Linked DNA regions of Oryctolagus cuniculus: region 2 is linked to region 1. Evidence: chromatin contacts called from public Micro-C data. All regions are on one chromosome and are shown on one strand. Each heading gives the region's core, a stretch centred on a gene start, on an enhancer-like site or on the middle of the called end of the contact. The rest is flanking DNA. Distances are from core to core; before and after follow the strand shown. Region 1 holds the start of ZSCAN2 (zinc finger and SCAN domain containing 2). Region 2 holds the start of RPS17 (ribosomal protein S17).

Region 1 (6,356 bases), core at 240-2,739:
TAATGAGTAGAGATAATGACATTCGTCCTCCTTATCTCAGGGGACATCTTAAGGATTAGCAAAGGATCGGATGTCATGTCAGGGCACTCAGGCTTCACTGGAAGGAAGCCACTATCTCACTGCATCATTGCCACCACATTTCCAAGTAGTCTTCCCTGGACACCTGGGTGGGGTGGGGGGGGCTGTGTTCTACCACACCCACGTAAATCAACATCTTTAGAACTTCTAGGCTTCTCCCTTTGGCCTGGCCCAGCCATGGCCATTTTAGGAATTTAGGGAGTAAACCAGCAAACAGGAGATTGATCTCTCTCAGCTCTCCCTTTCAAACAAAATGAATATAAAATGAATATAAATAAATGTTTAAGGCCGGCATTGTAGTGGGTAAAGCCACTGCCTGCAAGGCCGGCAACCCATATGGGCACCGGTTCGAGTCCTAGCTGCTCCACTTCCGATCCAGCTCTCTGCTGTGGCCTGGGAAAGCAGTGGAAGATGGCCCAAGTCCTTGGGCCCCTGCACCCACGTGGGAGACCAGGAAGAAGCTCCTGGCTCCTGGCTTCAGGTCAATGCAGCTCTGGCCATTGCAGCCATTTGGGGAGTGAACCAGTGGATGGAAGACCTCTCTCTCTCTGCAAATAAATAAATAAATCTTAATAAATAAAGCTGTAGCACACCCACACAGTAAAATGTATTTCAATAGCATGCAAACACAACAGTGGCTGCCTTCCGCGGGGGAGGGAACACTGACCGGGAAGGGGCTCCGAGGAGACTTCTGGGGGCTGGGAAGGCTCTCCGTCTGGATTCCCAGGGCTACACTTGCCCCCCCCCCCACGTGACATTTAAGATCAGCGCACTCGGCTGTGCGTATTTTTAAATACTTTTTAAATTACACTGACAGAGGTTATCAATCATCAATGATTTAAGTTCATCCTCCTGACATGAAAACAATGGATAAAATAGCAAGGCAGAAACAAAATCCTAGTGAGGAAGCAAAGCCCTCAAAGTGCGTTCAACCCCAGTGCCCAGAGCACGCGGGGGCAGAGCACTGCGCGGGTCCCAGCGGGGGAGGACACGCCCCCAGCCTCAGTTTCTCCGTCGGCAACACGGCCGGCTGCGCGGGTGTCGTCGGAGGTTCCCTCCAGGGCAAACCCCGCGCCGCCCGCTGGCATCCGCCAAGGGGTTCCCGGCCGGGAGAAGCCGCGGTGCGGGTCGCTTCGCCGCGCGCGGCCGCGCGCCTCCGTGGGGGCGGCAGGGACCCCTCCCCCAGCGGCGCTGGCTCCAGGCCCGTCCCTCCCTTGCCGCGGGCGGCTCTCCGGGCCCGCGCAGCTCCAGGCCGGCCTCTGCGCCTCACCTCTCCGGAGACCGAGTCCCGCTCCGGCCGCGGCTCCGCGCGCAAAAGCGCCTCCGGGCTCGGTCCGGCCCCTCCGGAGTCACCTCAGCTCAAGCCCGTGGGGCACCGAGAACAATGGACGGGAGAGGCCCGCCCACCGCCGCGCTCATTGGCTGCTGCGAACGGCCCCTAGAAACTCTGCCTTTCTACTGGCGGAGACAGTGCCAAACAGGCGGCGGGAGGGGGGCTGGGCCCGCGGCATTGTGGGAAGTGTAGTCCACCCGGAGCCGAACCCGCGCACTGTCCTGAGGGGCAGAGTGGACGCTCTGGGTAGCCTGGACAGCGCGCGAGGGGCAGAGACAGGGGAATCCGGGGGCTGAGCGTGAGGCCTTCGGGCTTGGTCGGAGCCGAGACAGGGCACTTGACGTCTCTAAGCCCTCAGTGTATCTGTCTATAAAAAGTAAAAGTTGGACAGGCGGACTTGAGGGTCCCGTGGCTACTATTCCGAGGGCCCTTGAAAGGAAATGAGTTGGAGCCGGGGACACCCCCAGGCTCGCGGGCCCCTCCCTTCTCCTCCTGTTCTCTACCTCCCTGAGAAACCCCACCCGGCACACCTGTTCTACGTCCCCGTAACAGCGCTAGCCGCCGCAGTGCCGCCTCGTCCGTCTCAGCCCTGGGGTGGCAGGTGCAGGGAGCTGGAGATTGGCTCCTAGCTTGTGTCCCCACGTTTGAGGCCCCAGCTCTGCGTGGGAACAGCTGAGACACGGTTTACAAAACCCAAGTGCCCAGGAAATCGAAGAAGGCAGCGAGCAAGGCGCCCTTTATGGTCTGAGACAGAGCAACCGGGTGCTTGTATGCAGCGATTGGATGCACACACAATTGTGAGTTGTCATACTTATTTGATTTACTTGAAAGACAGAGACAGAGATCTACCATCCCTTGGTTGGGCCCCAACGACAGCAGGGCTGCGCCTGGGCAAAGCCAGGATCCAGGAATTTAGTCCTGGTCTCACGCATGGGGGGCAGGGACCCAAGCACTTGAGCCATCTTCTACTGCTTTCCCAGGCGCATTAGCAGGGAGCTGGATTGGAAGTGGAGCAGCCGGGACTTGAACCGGTGCCCATATGGGATGCAGGCACCGAAGGCAGCGGCTTAGCCCTTGCGCCACAGGCCCCTTTCTTCATTTTTAAATCAAATTTATTTTTAAGGATCCATTGAACATTAAGAAAACTATCCTGAGGCATGCGTTGTGGCACAGTGGGGCTAAGCGAGTTAAGCATCCTCTCACAGCTCCGGTTCGAGTCCCGCTTCCTGCTAATGCACCTGGGAAGGCCGCCATTGATGGCCCAAGTGCTTGGCCCCCTGCACCCACATGGGAGACCAGGACGAAGTTCCTGACTCCTGGCTTCAGCCTGGCCCAGCCTCAGCTGTTGCAGGCATTTCAGCAGGAACCAGCAAATGGAAGAGCTCTCTCTCCCTCTGTCACTCTGCCTTTCAAGTAATACATTTTTTAAAAAATTTTTAAATGAAGAAAGAACTATCCCTTTGTCACAGCATTTGCTATTATTTCCCTCGGTTGTTTTCCATCTACTGGCTTATTAAATCACAGACATTTGACATTTAAAAAAAAAGATTTATTTATTTACTTAAAAGGAACAGAGACAGAAAGAGAAGGAAAAGGCAGGGAGAGAGAGAGAGAGAGAGAGAGAGAGAGAGAGAGAGAGAGAGAGAGATTGAGTGATCTTCAATCCACCGATTCAGTCCTCAAAAAACCACAACAGCTGGGTCTGGGCCAGGCCAAAGCCAGGTCTCCCACATAGGCGGCAGGGGCCCAAGCACTTGGGCCATCTCCCACTGCCCTCTCAGTCTCATTAGCAGGAAGCTGGCTTGGTAGCAGAGCAGCCAGGCCTCAGATCAGCACTCTGATGACAGCTTAACACCGCTGTGCCATAATACTGGCCCCTAAATTTGACATTTTTATGTGATCAAATTTGCTAATCTTGTTATGGCTTCTGAAATTTGTGCCAGAAAGTCCTCTCTAGTACTCGAAAGATTATTTGAAATTCACCTGTTTCTCATTAATTAACCTCTTTAATCCAAGAATAAATTGACAAAGTGACATCAGATTTGGCTAACAAGTGATAGCGTGTGAATTTGTTAGCTCAACAGCGCCACCTCCAGGCCGTCCTGGGAAGTGTGCACTAAGCGCCCGGACACAGCACTCCAAGCCCCCACCTAAGACAGGGAGTTGTGCAGGGTGACTGAGGGTGCTGATTTGTGGGGAGGACCTCGTATTTTCAGATGCTTGCTTCTCCACTGGTCCTTCCTCTGCAGAAATGGACATTTATACAAAAAGGAGAAGAATGCAGGGCCGAGAGGTACGGCAGGGCGGAAACTTCCCAACAGCCAAGAGTCCTCTCTCCTCTGCTCTAATCCCAGTCAACCTTGACCACCAGGATGGGTCCTAGCCTGTCACAGGCGCTCCCCAGAGCCAGCCGCCTCTGCCCGCGGTGCCTGATTCTCCGGGATACCAGTCCTGGCCAATGCCAACGTGAGACAGAGGGCAAGTCACATTAAAGATCAATTCATGCCACCCCGGTCCCGGACAGGGAGGCGAGGCTGGAACCAGCCAAGTCCAGCAGGGCTCCACCCACTCCTCCCTTTCTCAGAAAACTTCTCTGGCTGACTGAGGCCAAAAGCAGTCATGGACAAATGGCCAGGGCACTCACAGGGCAGACAGGAGCTGGGGAATCAGACTTGGAGGCAGTAGAGGACAGGGCGAGTCCCCGGGAACCCCTGTCTCCCTGCCTGCCGCGCGTGCTCACCTCGTGATGCGCAGAGTGAGAGGTGCCTGGAGCTGGCTCTGAGCTCTCCTTACAGTACCTGGGCACAATCCGTGCGGCCAGAGGGGAGCGGATGGGGGGAGGCTCCTCTGGCTGTCCCTAGGTGTGGGTCACTGAACCTGATTGGGAAAAGTGCAGGTAAGTGGACGGTGGTGCAGGGAAGCATAGCAAAATTCAGCCGAGGGAGGAGTCACTGAAGAATTGTGAAATTAAGCCTCAGGTGACCCATGACCTTGTCAGGAGAATTGTTAGAGCAGTGCTTTTTTAATATATATATATATATATATATATGAAAGGAAATTTTTTTTTGTCTCTCCATGCTAGCGTCTTTCTCTGCTTCTTATTAGTAGTTTGTATTTGCTGTGACAGACGGAGGGCTGTGGATCTTGTGCTGCCCCCAGGTCAGGGCAGGGAGAGGGAGCTGCTGGCTTTTCTCTGGCTTGTCCTGTGCTGGCCTGGGCTTCTCCGGGACTGGACACCCCAGGCCCTGTTCCAGCGCTTCATGCCCAGAGGAGGGAGGAGACTGGCTCTCAGCCACCAGCCGGTTCCCATGCTCTGCTCTGAACGGCTCTATTCAAGTGCATCGTGGGAAGACACAGGGTGCTCTGACTGCACAGCCAGACTTGGAGGCGGCCCCAGGGTGGGGTACGCCCGGCTAAGACACCAAGGCAAGAGGGGCGCCAGGGGAGGATCCTGCAGGCTTCCGTAAAAGCAGAGCACTTGGCAAGTGAAAGTGACTTCAAGGGGCCGGCGCTGTGGCGCAGCAGGTTAACACCCTGGCCTGCAGTGCTGGCATCCCATTTGGGCGGCGGTTCGGGACCCAGCTGTTCCTCTTCCAATTCAGCTCTCTGCTGCGTCTTGGGAAAGCAGTAGAAGATGGCCAAGTCCTTGGGCCCCTGCACCCACGTGGGAGACCTGGAAGAAGCTCCTGGTGCCTGGCTTCAGATCGGCTCAGCTCCAGCTGTTGCGACCATCTGGGGAGTGAACAGCGGATGGAAGACCTCTCTCTCTCTGTGTCTCTACCTCTCTCTGTAACTCTGTCTTTCAAATAAATAAAATAAATCTTAAACAAAAAGTGACTTCAAGACAAGTTCCCTTAACTAGCTTGTTAAACCATGGGGACAGCGTAAGCTACTCCTATTTCAAATACCGAAGCCACGAACTGCGAGATACACAGAGCACACGGCCCAGGGGTGCTGCAGCGACCTCAGGGAATAGTTTGGTGCTAAACACTGTTATGGCTCTACTACTGTACACACACACACACACACTAGCAACCTGAATTGCTTTATACTTTAAAACTAGTGCAATGAAAAATCAGGAAGAAAAATAAAAGTAAATTCGAACCTAAAAAAAATGACCAGAGCTGGCGCTGTGGCACAGTGGGTTAAGCTGCCGCCTGTAATAACGACATCCGGTATCCGAACGCCAGTTTAAGCCCTGGCTGCTCTGCTTCTAAGCCAGCTCCCTGCTGATGCACGTGAGAAGGCAGCAGAGGATGGCCCACTCATGTGGGAGGCCCCAGTGGGGTTTCTGGCTCCTGGCTTCAGCCTGGCCCAACCCTGGCTGTTGCGGCCATTTGGGAAGTAAACCAGAGGATTAAAGATCTCTCTCTCTCTCTCTCTCTCTCTCTCTCTCTCTCTCTCTTCTCTCTTCTCTCTCTCTGTTACTCTGCCTTTCAAAAAATTAATAAACAAATCTTAAAAAAAGTCAAATGATCAAATGGGGAAAATATGTACATGGGACAAAGGCTCTATTCTTCTTTTCCTATGAGCTTATATACATGAGCCTGGAAGAGAGCCACAGCTCAATAGAAAACTGAGCAGAGAGAGAGAGAGAGAGAGAGAGAAAGCTCAACCTCATTAATAATTTTTTGAAATGAAAATCAAAACTGTGTTTCTCCTAGACTATCTGGTGTGGGCGAAAATGTTAAAGTGTGATCTCACCCGGTCCTGTTGATCGGAGGGTAGTTCCCTCTCACAATGGTCATGGCACCAATCGGTGCAAACAGTTTGGAGAGCAACCCAGCAATTCTGCCACCAGGAATATGTCATACAGATATAATCGTTAAAGCATGCTGACATAGGTCCATGAATGTTTATCAGGGTCAGTGCTGTGGCGTAATGGGTAAAGCCACTGTCTGCAGTGCTGGCATCCCATATCAGCGCCGGTTTGAGTCCTGGATGC
Region 2 (6,325 bases), core at 3,573-6,072, 530 kb before region 1:
GCGCATAGCAGGAGTGGAGCATCCCCAGCGGGTCGCCAGCCCTCCGCTGCACCTCTTGCACCCGAGACAGGGTGACTGGAGACTGTGGGAGGTGGTGGGAAGGAAGGACGAAGCAGGGACCTTGTTGGAAGCTCAGAGTTCACAACCAAACCACTTTGGGACAGATAGAGATTTTATTAAAAGGCCAAGGTTTCCTGAACTTGCCTGGTTTGCTTTATTAATAATACTTTAGACTCTGGTGTTGTCTAGGATCAAAAACCAGGTCAGGCCAGAGGCGGGCTTTCTGGATGATGGGCAGCAGTGTAGCCTCGGCCAGTGCTATCCCAGTGTAAGAGTGTGGGTCCAACCACTGGGTTTTGAATGGCCCTTCTGAGAATTGAGGTCAGTTCCTCAGTCATGGCAGAATGATCTCGACGGTGGGGTTTGGAGGTGGAGCAGACCGCCAGCTCTCTGATCCAGACATGACTAAGCCATTTCCCCACGGCTGAATCTGGGCAGGAAGGAGCACTGTGTGCTCATCAGTGCTGCACCGGGGATCTGAGGCGGGGGCAGCCGGTGCAGGTTGGGACTACGTCTGGCTCGAGTGCCTCCAGGCCTGGTGGGCCTGCCCTCCAGAGAGCTGTGCTGCCTTGGTCTCCACTCTGAGCCCTGTGACCTTACTGTGCCGGAGGAACCCTTTCCCTCCCATGGAGACCCATCCTTTCCCACTCCATGATTCATGCCAACACGGTCTCCTCCGGACTGTCTGATGCGGTAGCCACCAGCTAGATGTGGCCATCGCTGTGCTGGAAATGAGGCGGGTGCTACATGTTGAAAAGATGTTTTGGACATGCCGGGTTAACCACATTACTAAAGTCCCAGTGCTTTGTATTCCGATGTGGCTACCCAGAAATCGCAGAGTACACGAGTAGCTCACATTGTGTTTCTGCTGGATGGCACTCGTAGAGAAACGGCTTCCTGAGGGCAGAGCGAGGCATTTGGGAAAACTCGGCTGGAAGGTAAGCTCATGTCTTGTCCTTAGGGTCTGGTCGTGTGACTTTCAACAACCAACACAGTTACCTGAAAGCAGTGAGCGCTGCTTTTGTGGAGATCAAAACCACCAAGTTCACCAAGAAGGTGAGTGAGCGGCCTTACTCTGGTCCCTGAGGGGCTGGGGCTGCTCGGCAAAGTGAGCCGAGCTGTGAAGGACTGAGGCGAGGGCTTGGGCGCTCTGAGCCCCACAGTGTGCTGGTTTCTGGCCTCGCTAAGTCCTGCATCCTGACCGACCTGGCCTCTCTGAACACTCAGTGGTGGAGTCTGGGGGTAGCACGCTGAGGTGACCGGGCAGGAGCGTGTGTTTCCTGCATGCCCGAGCCGCCAGCCTGGCTGTGTCTGGTGCCAGTCTAGTCTCTGCCTGCTCTTTGCTCTAAGCCGCCTTTCAAACAGGCAAGCACTGTGCCTCACGTGCGGTGCCCTCTGACCCCGGCTCCCTGGTGAGGAGAGCACCTCCTGTTCCTGTTGTGCTTCCGTGCAGGTCCAGATAGACCCCTACCTGGAGGATTCTCCGTGTCACATCTGCAGTTCCCAGCCCGGGCCTTTCTTCTGTCGCGATCAGGTGAGTCCCCTGGGCACCGGAGGTGTCTCGGCAGCCCCCATCCTCGATTACAGTGCACACCCAGGTTGGAGTTCTGAGGTACTTGTGTCAAGAGAGCAGAGGCGGCAGCAGTCACGCTCGCCGGGGTCAGGCCGGGCCCTGCTGTGGGCAGCTTGGCCGGGGCTCTGGGGAGCTGGCTGCATTGCGCCTTGGGCACTCTGGTCTTTGCCTGGGATGCTCCTGTGTGACACGGCTCCTGGCAGTGCCTGTCCGGGGGCAGAACCGTGAGCCAGTACCGCTGCTCTAGCTCTGGGCCCCCCAGGCTGACTGATCTCTGCTCAGGGACTCCTGTCCTTGACCTCTGGGCCCCTGGACCGCCCTGACACTGAGCCTGGGCTGTTGTCAGCAGGCAGAAAGCAGCGTGACAGTCTCCTGTTTGGTGTTTCTGGGTGGTGGGGCACGGATATGGACGTGCTTGGCTGTGTTTCTCAAGCTGACGCACACACGCGTCAGCCAAGGGCCTCACTGAAATGTGGATGGCGAGTCTGCGGGCCTGAGGTGGCCACTGACAAATGGCCAGGTGGTGCCGTCACCGCCGTGCACCATGCTCTGTCCAGCGGGCGGCCCCCGAGGACACTGGCCGTCCGCTGTGCTTAGTTCTCTCAGCAATGCTGTGGCTGCGCTTTCCACCTCGGGGGAGGTAGATGATGGTTACGCGGAGGGCCCCTGTGAAGAGTGCGAAGGGTCGTTGGGTAGCTCTGGGCCTCCCTGGTGGGCTTCGGGATCTTTGAGAGATGATCTCCATTTCCAGGTCCTTGCTCAGAGCCTAGTGGCTTGCCTGAGGGGGTACACAGCAAGAGGGGGAACCCACCAGTCACTTCTGCCCGCCCAGTGCCTGCTGTTGGCCGCTGATGTGTCCCTAACCGTGCCCCATGTGAGCAGCCCTGATGGCAGCTCTGTGTCGGCGGTGAGAAAGGCAGGGCAGAGCAGAGCTGGTGCACTGGTCCGAGGGGCTGAGGGACGCTCGCAGTCTCTGCGCACCCCTGGAAGTCCATGGTTGGGGTGAGCGAGCTCCCAGGGACCCTGTCTATAGCCGGAGCTGACGTGGACGTGACCTCTCCTCTTGTGTCCCTCCAACCCAGGTCTGCTTCAAGTACTTCTGCCGGAGCTGCTGGCACTGGCGGCACAGCATGGAGGGCCTGCGCCACCACAGCCCCCTGATGCGGAACCAGAAGAACCGAGAGGCCAGCTAGAGGAGCCGGGCTTGCCCGGGGGCCTGGGGCGCCCAAGGCTGGCAGGTCTAGCGGTGGCCGGCACCACCCTGCCACTGGCGACCAGGGAGCTGGCTTCCCGAGGACAAGGGAACTCATAGTCACCGTTGCACTTGCTGAATCTGTCTTTGTTTCTGCACTAATTAATGCACAATGAGTTTCGTCGGGTTTTGTTTCCGGGGTGAGCCAGAGCAAGGACCCTCTGGCTCGCCCTCCAAGCAACTCTGTAGTTTTCCCAGATTTCAGTTTCTCATTTTGCTGATGAAAAGCAAGAAGAAAATACAAGACTGTGTCCAGAAGGTGTTGACACGGACGCCTGCATCTAGAGGTTTATTTATTAAAGCGCTTTTTTACATTCCTTGCAATACTGATGGTGATGACGCGCAGGTCTCATTGGTTTCATCCTTGCAGTTGCCATACAGTGCCTTTCCATTTATTTAACCCCCACCTGAACGGCATAAACTGAGTGTTCAGCTGGTGTTTTTTACTGTAAACAACAAGGAGACTTTGCTCTTCATTTAAACCAAAATCATATTTCATATTTTACGCTCGAGGGTTTTTACCGGTTCCTTTTTACACTCCTTAAAACAGTTTTTAAGTCATTTGGAACAAGAGATTTTTTTCTTTCCTGGCAGCTTTTAACATTATAGCAAATTTGTGTCTGGGGACTACTGGTCACTGTTTCACACGGTTGCAAATCAAAGCGTTTGCAACCAAGAAAAAAAAATTTGTTTTATTTGAAACTGGACCCGATAAAGGGCATTTGAGCGGCTGCTGTACATAGTTTCAAATGGTTTCTCGCACCTTCTTCAGTTGCACTTGTCGGGGGAGGGTTGATAGAAGTTTTTAATCACAGACTCACAGGACTTTTTTCTTTTGTAACTGAGCTTAAAAAAAAAAAAAAAAGGGCTGCTTCTCGGTGGGGTGGACGAAGGCTCCCGGGCCCCTCCCAGAGCGGGCAGTGCCCTTCTGACGGCTCGTTTGAGGAATGTACGAAGCCACAGTTGCAGTTGACTGAACCGCTACTGGAATTTGAAAACTTGACTCTCTCCTTTTTTTTTTTTTTTTTAAATACTTGCCCCTCTTAGGGAAGCCGTGTGCCAAAGAACCAGTGTCATGACCCCCCCTGCTGAGCTGCTGTCGCATTGTCGCAGATCCCAGCTACTCTGTGGGTTTTGTGAAGCTGTGTGTGAAGTCTCTACCTCACTGTAGTATATGCGGGCCAGACTGCACTCGCCTACAGATGCGTGGAGTACGCTGTGGTGTAGTTTTTTTGGCACATAATAAACACGTTGCAGCAGAGTCCTGGGTCCGTGTCTGTGTCTGTCTGAGGTGGGGGCCCCGGGGCGCCCGGGGTGGCGGCGGGACCACGTGGGCTTCGGGAGCTGTCCGGGGGGTGGGGGCTTCTCCCCCAACCTGGGTCCGTCCCGTCCTGACTCCGGTGAGCGGCAGAGGGAGCCGGGTCCGCGGATTCCGCCGGCCTGGGGTGCCTGTGGGGGACGCAGTGGGTCTGAGGCCCCCGGCTGAGGGGCGCGGGGGTCTCCTCGCCCAGGACGCCCCGGCCACTCGGGGGCGGGGTCCCTTCTGTCCGGGTGAGACTCGCCGCCCTTCACCCACCCGCCGTCTCCGCCCTGTCCGGTGAGGGTGCGGAGCCGGACAGCGGGCAGCCGGCGCTGGGGGCGTCCCAAGGCGGACAGGCCGGGAGCTGTGGCGCTGAGCTGGGCCCGCCCTTCCCTCAGGCGCCCACCGCGGGGCCGGAAACCCACTCGAGGCGCCTGGCACAGCCCGCCGCTCCGGACGGGACGGGGCTCTGCGATGGCTGGGGAGGGGGCGCCACCCCCTACTTCCACACGTCTCCGTGGCCGTGGGTCCGTCTGCCTCTCAGGGACTGGAAGTCGTCTCCACACTGCCCAGAGTGTGGGAGTCACCTGCTCCTGGTCTACAGGGCACCCGACCCCCGACCCGCGGCCGCCCTGAACGCCGGCGCAGCGAGCGCGGCGCGGAAGCGGACGAGCCCCACCCACCGTGGGCGGGGCCGCCGTCGCCCCGCCCACCCGGGCAGTGCGCCGCCCTCACTTCCGCCCCGCGCCGCCAGGGGCCGCTGTGGTGCGCTCGAGCAGGCTCCGCGCGTCCCGGGCTGGGCGGAAGCGGCTTTCTGGCCTGCGCTTTATAGGCCTCTCTTGTGCTTCCTGTTTCCTCTTTCACTCAGGACCCGCCAACATGGTAGGTGTATAGGTCTTAGGGCGCTATCCAGCTCCATCGTCCCCCATCCACAGCTCCCCGTGATCCCTGACCCCGGAGGGGAGACCCTGGGCCGGGTGCGCGCGCGACCCTGTCCACCTGGAGCCGCTGGCGACCGCAGTGTCCGTCCCAACTCCGCTGCTCCCGGGCGGGCCCGGCCCGCGAGCCCACGGCCGCCGGGGCTTCGCTCGGCTAGCGCTGCCCGCGGGTGACCCCCGTGCTCTGCCGCCCGCAGGGCCGCGTGCGCACCAAAACCGTGAAGAAAGCGGCCCGGGTCATCATCGAGAAGTACTACACCCGCCTGGGCAATGACTTCCACACCAACAAGCGCGTGTGCGAGGAGATCGCCATCATCCCCAGCAAGAAGCTGCGCAACAAGATCGCGGGGTGAGGCGGGGCCCGCGGGGAGCCGGAGGGCGCGGCCCGGGGGTGTGCGGGGCCGGGGCCGGCGGCGGCACCTGCTCGGCCGGCGGCCGGGGGTGTGCGGGGCCGGGGCTGCAGCCGCCCGCGGGCGCGCTCACGGAGGGTCTGGCGCAGCTATGTCACGCACCTGATGAAGCGGATCCAGAGGGGCCCGGTGAGAGGCATCTCCATCAAGCTGCAGGAGGAGGAGCGGGAGCGGAGAGACAACTACGTGCCCGAGGTGAGCGCCCTGGGCCCCGGGCTCGCCCGCAGGTGGGGACGCGGGTTCCTGAACCCGCCGCGTGCCCACCTGTGGTCGGCCCCGCGCTGCTGATTGGATAAGTGCTGATGCCGGCCTCCCGGGGTCTGCCTGGCCGTGCTGCAGTGCCCGAAGCGACTTCCCCTGTGGGGGGACTCGATCCTGCCCGCCCACGGCTCGCTCCCCCTGTGCACACGGACCAGGCAGCGGGACACGTGCAGGGGAGGTGCCGGCTCTCACTGGTACGGGGCCTGCCTTTCTCTCTAGGTCTCCGCGCTGGATCAGGAGATCATTGAAGTGGATCCTGACACGAAGGAAATGCTGAAGCTCCTGGTAAGCTTTGGCTGCCCTCGCCGAGCCGCATGCCATCCGCAGCCTCCTCCTAGTGCTAATAGCTCACCGCTTAGCCGGGCTCGAGGTCACACAGCTCCCAGGGAATGGCTGGGTTGGGCGCCCACCCACAGCTCTGTAACGGGGGTCGGCTGCTCGTTGGTTGTTGAAGGTGGCGCTGAGCGTGTTGGCTGCACAGTGGTAATTCCCAGACCCACTGGCCTCTGCTGTGGCTTCGGGAAGGTTCGG

Evidence for each region. A called contact is a pair of places that touch in the nucleus more often than the background predicts.
Region 2: a contact with region 1 is called in a Micro-C map of ear pinna, with 8 times the contacts expected there. The contact joins the promoter of RPS17 here to the promoter of ZSCAN2 in region 1. A contact is called at or near these places in 2 of 6 Hi-C or Micro-C datasets (ear pinna and an unstated tissue).

The regions. Positions count from the first base shown.
Region 1 is chr12:100,894,108-100,900,463 of mOryCun1.1, reverse strand. ZSCAN2 (zinc finger and SCAN domain containing 2) reads right to left here and starts at 1,489. Exons shown (of 3, transcript XM_008275312.4): 1 at 1,349-1,489.
Region 2 is chr12:101,429,292-101,435,616 of mOryCun1.1, reverse strand. RPS17 (ribosomal protein S17) reads left to right here and starts at 4,822. Exons shown (of 5, transcript XM_002721477.4): 1 at 4,822-5,067; 2 at 5,321-5,472; 3 at 5,623-5,728; 4 at 6,014-6,079. The coding sequence starts at 5,065. It overlaps CPEB1 (cytoplasmic polyadenylation element binding protein 1), which reads left to right. Exons shown (of 12, transcript XM_070054565.1): 10 at 1,022-1,116; 11 at 1,514-1,594; 12 at 2,716-4,146. The coding sequence ends at 2,826.